Linked DNA regions of Sus scrofa: region 1 is linked to region 2. Evidence: chromatin contacts called from public Hi-C data. All regions are on one chromosome and are shown on one strand. The core of a region is the stretch at or near the end of the contact, and the rest is flanking DNA. Distances in the headings are between cores, read along the strand shown. Region 1 overlaps CACNB2 (voltage-dependent L-type calcium channel subunit beta-2). Region 2 overlaps CACNB2 (voltage-dependent L-type calcium channel subunit beta-2).

Region 1 (4,910 bases), core at 2,387-4,886, 130 kb before region 2:
TGTGTATGCTACTCCACTGGTATCTGACACTGACCTTTCTGCACTGCTCTGTATCTTCTAAGCAGGTCTTGTCTTACTAAACTGTAAATGCACCAAACTGTAAGCGTGTAGAGTTAGGAACTACTGGATCTTCCTCACTGTGTTCCCCGTGCTGGGGACCGGCTGGGCACTTGGCAAACATTTTTTGACCTCAAAGTTAGACGTAATGCTCCCTGAGAATACGGAGAGTCTTTAAGTGGGAAGCATCTACCAATGAAGTTTACATACTGGTGCTGACCACCATCAGTAAAGATCTGATGTTTATAGCATTCCGGCTGTGGCGCAGTGGGTTAAGAATCCAACTGTAGTGGCTTGGGTTACTGCAGAGATGTGGGTTCAATCCTCAGCCCACACGGGTTAAAGGAGCCAATGTTGCCACAGTTGCGGCTCAGACTCAGTCCCTGGCCTGGGAACTTCCACATGTTGCAGGTGCAACCACAAAAAAAAAAAAAAAAGAAGACTTGATGTGTGTGACAAAAAGCGACTGCAATGTGTATTTATCATTCCAATGGAATGACTTTCAAATGGATAATTCTGGCTCTTGAGAAATTAGAATGCCTTTCTAGTTCATCTTATTCCACTTAAAATATGATACCAGCATTATCTGGACATTAGTTAAATTTCCCATTTTGTTTAGACTTATTCAAACTTGGGGTCCACTTTATGAACACATGTTTCTAATGGTTGTTGGTCTACTAAATGTCCATTGACAGATGAATGGATGAAAAAGATGTGGTACACACACACACACACACACACACACACACACACACACACACACACTGGAGTATTACTAAGCCATAAAAAAGAAGAAATAATACAACTTGCAGCAATATGAATGGAACTAGAGATTCTCATACTAAGTGAAGTCATAAAGAGAAAGACAAATACTTATGACATCACTTACATGTGAATCTAAAATATGGCAGAAATGGGAGTTCCCGTCATGGCGCAGTGGAAGCAAATCCGACTAGGAATCATGAAGTTGCAGATTTGATCCCTGGCCTTGCTCAGTTGGTTAAGGACCCAGCGTTGCCCTGAGCTGTGGTATACGCCGGCAGCTGTAGCTCAGATTAGACCCTTAGCCTGGGAACCTCCATATGCTGCAGGTGTGGTCCTAAAAAGCAGTAAAATAAAATAAAATAAGACAGAAATGAACCTATCTACAAAACAAATGAACTCAAAGACACAGAGAACAGATTGGTGGACGTCAAGGGGGAGAGGGTGGAGGGAGAGAAGGACCGAAGGCTGGGGTTAGCAGATGTGAGCTATTATATACAGAAGGGACAAACAACAGGTCCCACTGTCCAGCACAGGGGACTCTATTTCAAAATCCCTATCAAATTACCCATGACATTTTTCACAGAACTGGAACAAACTATCCAAAAATTTACACGGAATCACAAAAAACCAAGCAGGAGGCATAACTCTCCCAGATTTCAAGCAATATTACAAAGCCACAGTCATCAAGACAGTGTGGTACCGGTACCAAAACATACAGACAGACCAATGGAACAGAATAGAGAACCCAGAAATAAACCTAGATACCTATGGTCAATTAATCTTTGACAAAGGAGGCAAGAACCTAAAATGGGAAAAAGACAGTCTATTTAGCAAGAATCGTTGGGAAACCTGGATAGCTACATGCAAATCAATGAAATTAGAACATACCCTCACACCATGCACAAAAATAAACTCAAAATGGCTGAAAGACCTAAATATAAGATAAGACACCATCAAATTCCTGGAAGAGAACATAGGCAGAACATTCTCTGACATCAACCTTACAAATGTTTTCTCAGGTCAGTCTCCCAAAGCAACAGAAATAAAAGCAAAAAGAAACCAATGGGACCTAATCAAACTGAAGAGCTTTTGCACAGCAAAGGAAACCAAAAAGAAAACAAAAAGACAATTTACGGAATGGGAAAAAAGAGTTACAAATGATGCAACTGACAAGGACTTAATCTCTAAAATATACAAGCGACTTATACAACTCAACAGCAAAAAAACCCAACAACCCAATGGAAAAATGGGCAAAAGACCTGAATAGACATTTCTCCAAGGAAGATATACAGATGGCCAACAAGCACATGAAACAATGCTCAACATCCCTGATTATTAGAAAAATACAAATCAAAACCACCATGAGATAGCACTTCACACCAGTCAGAATGGCCATCATTAATAAGTCCACAAATAACAATAGTTGGAGGGGGTGTGGAGAAAAGGGAACCCTCCCGCACTGTTGGTGGGAATGTGAGCTGGTACAACCACTGTGGAGAACAGTATGGAGGTACTTCAGAAAATTAAATATAGAACTACCATATGACCCAGCAACCCCACTCTTGGGCATATATCCAGACAAAACATTCCTTAAGAAAGACACATGCACCCACGTGTTCACTGCAGCTCTATTCACAACAGCCAAGACATGGAAACAACCCAAATGTCCATTGACAGACAAATGGATTAGGAAGATGTGACACACACACACACACACACACACACACACACACACACACACGAACACACAATGGAATACTACTCAGCCATAAAAAAGAATAAAATAATGCCATCTGCAGCAACATGGATGGAACTAGAGACTCTCATACTGAGTGAAGTAAGTCAGAAAGAGAAAGACAGGAGATCCCGTCGTGGCGCAGTGGTTAACGAATCCGACTAGGAACCATGAGGTTGCGGGTTCGGTCCCTGCCCTTGCTCAGTGGGTTAACGATCCGGCATTGCCGTGAGCTGTGGTGTAGGTTGCAGACGCGGCTCGGATCCCGAGTTGCTGTGGCTCTGGCATAGGCCGGTGGCTACAGCTCCGATTCAACCCCTAGCCTGGGAACCTCCATATGCCGCGGGAGTGGCCCAAGAAATAGCAACGACAACAACAACAAAAAAAAGACAAAAAGACAAAAGACAAAAAAAAAAAAAAAAAAAGAAAAGAAAGAGAAAGAGAAAGACAAATACCATATGATATCACTTATATCTGGTATCTAATATACAGCACAAAGGAACCTTTCCACAGAAAAGAATATTATGGACTTGGAAAATAGACTTGTGGTTGCCAGGGGGAGGGGGAGGGAGTGAGATGGATTGGGAGCTCGGGGTTAATGCATGCAGACTCTAGCTTTTGGAATGGATTAGCAATGAGATCCTGCTGTGTAGCGCTGAGAACTACGTCTAGTCACTTATGATGGAGCATGATCATGTGAGAAAAAAGAATGTGTACATGTATGTGTAATTGGGTCACCAGGCTGTAGAGTAGAAAAAGAAATCGTATTGGGGAAATAACAATAAAAAAAAATCCAATGAAAAATCATCATGGAAAAGAATATGAAAAAACGAATACATAACTGAGTCACTGTGCTGTGCAGCAGAAACTGACGCAACACTGTACATCAACCATATTTCAATAAAAAAGTTATTGCTCTAGAATTTGTCCCACCACCAGCAAATCAGACTTTGTAGATCAAGACGGTGACGTCCCGTGCAGGAAAAGAGTCGCTTCTTCCTTCAGCAACTGCTAAGAGCCATGACGGAGGATCCAATTCTGGGGCTACAAAGGAATCTGATAGTCTTCCTTCTGCCAAAACTCCAGGATAGAACCTTCTATGTGGGCACTTGCATACAATTCAAAAATTAGCAGCTGTACTCAGAAAACCACGCACATCAGAGCTTAGATCAGAGAGGAGAAAACAGATCCCAGCGTTAGTGCCTAGATGTTACAATGACTTTGATGGCTGAAAGGTTCTGTTTGCTGCTTCGAGAGTCTTGGCTCTGTGCACCATAACCAGAATGTCAGATAAGTCACCCCCAGGGTAAGGAGGTGCAGCTGTATTTGTTGGTCAAGTGCTGTCACTCTCGTGCTAGGTCTAGATAACTGAAGATTGCTACGTGCCACAAAGCTCAGCCACAAAACCCTCACAAAGAAAGGGGACACACGTGCTCATCTTTGCGACTGGCAGGCCTGCAAAGGAACATGGGCACTGTTTCTTTTTCCTTTTTTTAAAAAATTCACCTATCAAACATTTTTTTTTAATTGAAGCAGAGTTGGTTTACAATGTCATGTTAATTTCTGCTGTACGGCAAAGTGATTCTGTCGCACATACACACAGGTCCATTCCCAAATAGGTTATCAGAGGATACTGAGTCGAGTTCCCTGTGCTATACAGGTCCCTGTGGACCATCCATCCCATAGACAAGAGTGTGCATATGCCAATCCCAAACCTCCAATCCATCCCTCTCCCCCTGGGGACACTGTGTTTCATGGAGGGGGCAGCCAGGGGGAAATGGAAGGGATGGGCGGCGGGGAAGAGAGGAGACAGAAGAAAAGAAAACGAGTATGTGTGTATTACTGAGTCACTTTGCTGTGCAGCAGAAATTAACACAACATTGTACAATCAGTACGACTTCAGTAAGTTCTCCTGGAGACAGAAGGACTTGAGTTTGAAAGAAGAAACAGCAGCGAGACAGGAAGAGTCAACCAGAGGCTCAGAAGCGAGAGTGACACTGTTATTTTCTCATCTATACACCCCACCCCCACCCCCTGTGGGTTCATCCACTTCCAGGGCTTCAGGTTCAAGCTACAATGGATGACTCCCACATCCATTCATTTAACCCTGAAAGCTTGGTTCTGGTTGTCTTATATCCAAGTGCCTGCAAGGATGTCCATCTGCTTATCCACAGCTCAGCATGTCCAAGGATCAAGTCACCTAGTCAAGGCCCTTCCCCATTTTCTTAAACAGCACCCGAACCTGGACTGCTTCGCTTAGTTCTTTCCCACCACCCACTGGCTTTACTGTCTGCCCTACTTTCTAAATACATCTCTCTTTTTTAATGTATCCCCTCCTCTCTCATTCCTACTG
Region 2 (4,944 bases), core at 2,096-4,595:
AATGGCCGCACCCATGGCATATGCGAGTTCCCTGGGCCAGGGATTGAATCCTAACCACAGCTTCAGCAACGCCGGATCCTTTAACCCACTGTGCTGGGCCGGGGATTGAACCTGCACCTCTGCAGTGACCTGAGCTGCTGTAGCCGGATTCTTAACCCATTGCACCACAGCGGGAACCCATTTTAGCCAGTTTAAAGTGCGTGGTTCAGTGGCATTAAGGACCTTCATACTGTTAGGCAACTGTCACCACCACCCATCTCTGGAACTTTTTCATCACCCCAAACGGAAACTCCGTCCCCCTTACACGCTCACCCCCGCCCCCATTTCCCTGGCAACCACTGTTACACTTTTTCTCTCTGCGAGGTCGATGACGCCAGGTACCTCACAGAAAGGAGATCGTACTGTATTTGCCCTTTGGGGACTGGTGGGTGTGCCCCAGCATAATGTCTTCAACTTTGCCAGCATTATGAGTGCACGATTTAGGCTGCCAGAATGAAAAACAGTCCCAGAGAAGGCAGGTCCTGTCCCTCAGCTGTAGAAATTAAACAAATATATGTTTTCCCATCCCCAAAGCAGATACTTAGAATTGAAGAACCTTTGTGATCCACACAAACTGTCTCTTAGGATCTCTGATTAACACGGAGCTCCATAACAACGGGTCTTTTTGGGTCTCTTTAAACAAATACCTTTCAACGTCCCTACCGTGAGTTGTTCCAGCTATGGTATCACCTCTCTCAAAAGTTATGCAGAAGCAAAGTGATGGCTCTTATGGGAATTCTGAATCCTATCACACTTTCTTTCTTTCTTTTTTTTAGGGTGTGGAAGTTCCCACACCAGGGGTCAAATCGGAGCTACACCTGCCGGCTACACCATAGCTCACAGCAACACTGGATTCTTAACCTGAGTGAGACCAGGGATCGAACCTGTGTCCTCATGGATACTAGTCAGGCTCGTTACCGCTGAGCCATGATAGGAACTCCCCTATCACACATTCTACAATGGCCTGTGAATTCCCACCCTTCATATGAAATACAAAGCAGAGGGAATAGTTTGGAGATCTCTTTATTTACTTTTTTTTTGGCCTTGTCTCCAGCATATGGAAGTTCCCAGGCCAGGGATTGAACCTGTCCCGAGCTTCAGCAGGGACAATACTGAGTCCTTAAGCCACTGTGCCACTAGGGAACTCCTGGAGATCTCTTTGAAATTCAGACTTTCAGGAGTTCCCGTTGTGGCTCAGTGGAGAACGAACCTGACTCCTTGCGCAGTGGGTTAAGGATCCGGTGTTGCTGTGAGCTGTGGTGCAGGATGCAGATGCAGCTCGGATCCTGTGTTGCTATGGCTGTGGCGGAGGCTGGCTCAGATTCGACTACTAGCCTGGGAACGTCCATATGCCATGGGTGCGACTCTAAAAAGACAAAAGACAAAAAATAAAATAAAATAAAATAAAATACAAACTTTTACTGAGCTCAAATTCAGCCACATAATCACCTCCACATTCTAGCTACATTGAAAAACCTACATAATTCAACTAAATCTTATTAAAGAGATGGTTGACCAATCTATTCTTTGTTATCAAGATGAACTGAATTCCATAACTTCTGCATTTTCAACCAGTCCTTTACCCTGAGAATTCTCTAAACATTTGTGCTGCCCATAATCTAGAAAGTCATGTTTATTGTTCAATTTTTGCACAGTGGTATATATATATATGCTATCTTGTTATATTATCCGAATAAATAATTTCCCTAAAATAGAGACTACATTTAATTTCACCTGGGTATGCCCAATACATATCACATGCAGGTTATTAATACTTGGCTCAGTTTTATGAGGCCACTTCTTATAATCGAGTCTTTTAAAAATTACCCAGGAGTTCCCTGGTGGCCTAGCGTAAAGGACTTGGCATTGTTACTGCCATTGCTCAGGTTCAATGCTTGGCAGCCACAAATGAAAAATAGAAAAATTAAAAACGCCCAAACCTCAAGTAAGCATTCTTTTTTTTTTTTGACTTTTTGACTTTTTGCCATTTCTTGGGCTGCTCCCTCGGCCTATGGAGGTTCCCAGGCTAGGGGTCGAATCGGAGCTGTAGCCACCAGCCTACACCACAGCCACAGCAACGTGGGATCTGAGCCGTGTCTGGGACCTACACCACAGCTCACAGCAACGCTGGACCATTAACCCACTGAGCAAGGCCAGGGATCGAACCCGCAACCTCATGGTTCCTAGTCAGATTCGTTAACCACTGGGCCAGGATGGGAACTCCAGGTTAGCATTCATTTTTCACAGCCCACCATGAAAGTGCATTCTCACAACTTGGTAGCAGAGCTGTGACGGAAGGAGAGAACATGCATATGTAGAACTTGGCCTTGAAAGGTTCCAGGAAGGTACATGTTTTCAGTGAACATTAAAGTTTATTCGGCTAAGTCAAGAAAATGGACATGAGCCTGGATCCAGCAGGAAGGATCGGGTTTCATGCTGCAGAAACACCTATGCTGGTGCCAAGACAGGCGAGGCCCGAAAAGAAAAAAACGACAGAATGTACAGCAGAAATTGTCACAACGCTGTAAATCAAGCATCCTTCAATAAACAATTTTCAAAAAGGAAAAGAAAAATGTAAAGCCCCAGAAAAGAAAGACCCGATGTTAAAAGACTTGACTGAATGCCTAGTGATACTGAAAGTACATTCTTCAAGCAACTGCTCGGGCTTCAAACGAAAGACAAGACCAGCACCAGCTGTTCTGAGATGCTTTAAGAATTTTGCATCACCCCTGAGGGCCTTAAGAGGCTTCCATATAGAGCAAGAGAGAGATAAGAATGATTGCTTTCATTTTACAGGTGATCAAGCAAGCTGAGAGATGTTAATCAACTGCTCCCAAACAAAGAAACCAGAGCTACAATCAGGAATAAAATCTTGTTCTCCTTCCGGAGCAGTGAGCTCTGCCCCTCCTATTCTCAAATCAAAGCCATTCTCTCTGTGTGATAACTAAGAGGATTAGGCTGCCAGGGTGGAAGAGAATCCACTTTGAGGGGAGGGGACACTGGCATCAGAGGGTGAGGACTGTGGCAGATCTATTTTTTTTCTCCCCCCCCCCTTTTTTTTAAGCTACCCCGCAACATATGGAGCTCCCGGGCCAGGAATCAGATCCGAGCCCCAGTCCTAACCTAAGCCACAGATGCAGCAACGCCGGCCCCTTAGCCCACTGTGCCGGGCTAGGGATCAAACCATCCTGGGGCTCCCAAGATGCCACGATCCCCTTGCACCACAGTGGGAGCTCCTGTGGCAGATCTATTTTACATGCTGCTTGCAGGAGAAGGATCTTAGATGTGATTGCAGAAGCCAGATTTCTTCCTTTCCTGTTGCCTAAAATGCCACGAATAGGTAAGAAAACTGCTATACAACTGGATCAGGATTTAAAGAAGGATATCCCATTATATTGTGGTCGACATGATGGCAGATCTTTTATCGAGAAAAAGAATGGAAAATTCCAGTTCTCCTATCCTAGGGGAGATGGAGAGACAGGCCCTAAATGCCCACTGGAAGGGAGAGTCACATAGGAAGCTATGCTATGAGGTGCTGGGTCCCTTTAGAGCTGTGACAGCTCTGATTTTTTTTTTTTTTAATTCTTTTTAGGGCTGCACCTGAGGTATATGGAAGGCTAGGGGCTGAAATGGAGCTGCCACTGGGACCTATGCCACAGCCATGGCAACGCCAAATCTGAAATGCATCACAGCTCACAGCAACACCAGATGCTTAACCCACTGAGTGAGGCCAGGGATCGAACCAGCATTGTCATGGACACTATGTTGGGTTCTTAACCTGCCGAGCCACAACGGGAACTCTGAAAGGAAATATTTTGATAGGTGAGACTGAGTAGGGGAAAACTAATAGTTTATTCTCTAAAGAGGTACTTTGACCACCTAATAAATAAAATTAATGCTGGAATCTAAACACAGGAAATCTAATAAAATAATTTACAGCGTTACAAAGAATATATAAATTTCAGATAAATTTCAGTAGAATAATCTACTAAACAGAAATTAAAGTGATGCTGGGTAATTATCTACATTTTCAGGCAATTATTAACACCTAACATGGGATGTCTTATGACAAAATTAGCATATTAATAATATTATGTTGGCATCATCAACTGGTATAATCATTTTGAAAAGAATGATGGAAAGACATAGACAGAGACATAAGAACATTCAAACCCACTCACTGCCCAAATAATTCCAAGTCTGAGAATTTATCTCAAATAAATTACTTAACAGAGCATAAAACCATATGCTCAAAGTTGTTATGACAGATTTATTTATCCATTAAAAACAAAATTATGGAATTAATTAAAAGTCTAACAATAAATGACCAGTCTATTTGGAAAAACTATGGTAACTCCACACCATGCTATATCATTCTGTGACGAAAAAGTGATTTCAAAATATCGAAAAAGGCAGACTCTTGAATAATCTGTGCACTACAGTTACCACTCTAAAAATACATATGCTTGTAGAAAAGGAATGGGATATAATTTGCCAGAATAAAAATATTTGACTAAAAGCAGCGAAATTCTGGAATGTTCCTACACACATTTCCTTTGATATTTCTTCTATTTTTTAACCCTGATAACTTTTTTCCTCCTCTTTTTACAGCCCGTCTGTGGCATATGGACATTCCCAGGCTAAGGGGTAGAAGTGGAGCTGCCGCTGAGGCCTATGCCCAGGCCACTGCAACACCGGATCCGAACCACATCTGCAAACAATGCCGAAGGCTGTAGCAACGCAGGATCCTTAACTCACTGAGTGAGGCCAGGGATTGAACCCACGTCCTCACAGAGCCGTCAGGTCCTTACCCCACCAAGCCACAATGAGAACTCCTAATACTAATAACTTCTAATTAATTACTTTGACATGGAAAACTCTCTTTCAAGTTTTTTTGACTTTAAC

What was found. A called contact is a pair of places that touch in the nucleus more often than the background predicts.
Region 1: a Hi-C map of heart right ventricle shows a contact between it and region 2, with 2.9 times the contacts expected there. The contact joins two enhancer-like sites. A contact is called at or near these places in 2 of 47 Hi-C or Micro-C datasets (fetal heart ventricle and heart right ventricle).

Annotation. Positions count from the first base shown.
Region 1 is chr10:44,790,742-44,795,651 of Sscrofa11.1, reverse strand. The region is part of intron 4 of CACNB2 (voltage-dependent L-type calcium channel subunit beta-2); the gene reads right to left. Among named protein-coding and RNA genes, the nearest start is that of RSU1, 290 kb to the left of the region's middle. Within about 2 kb of position 3,636, at least 2 of the 83 cell types and tissues checked have an H3K27ac peak or open chromatin away from gene starts, as enhancers often do.
Region 2 is chr10:44,658,347-44,663,290 of Sscrofa11.1, reverse strand. The region is part of intron 3 of CACNB2 (voltage-dependent L-type calcium channel subunit beta-2); the gene reads right to left. Among named protein-coding and RNA genes, the nearest start is that of CACNB2, 340 kb to the right of the region's middle. Within about 2 kb of position 3,345, at least 4 of the 83 cell types and tissues checked have an H3K27ac peak or open chromatin away from gene starts, as enhancers often do.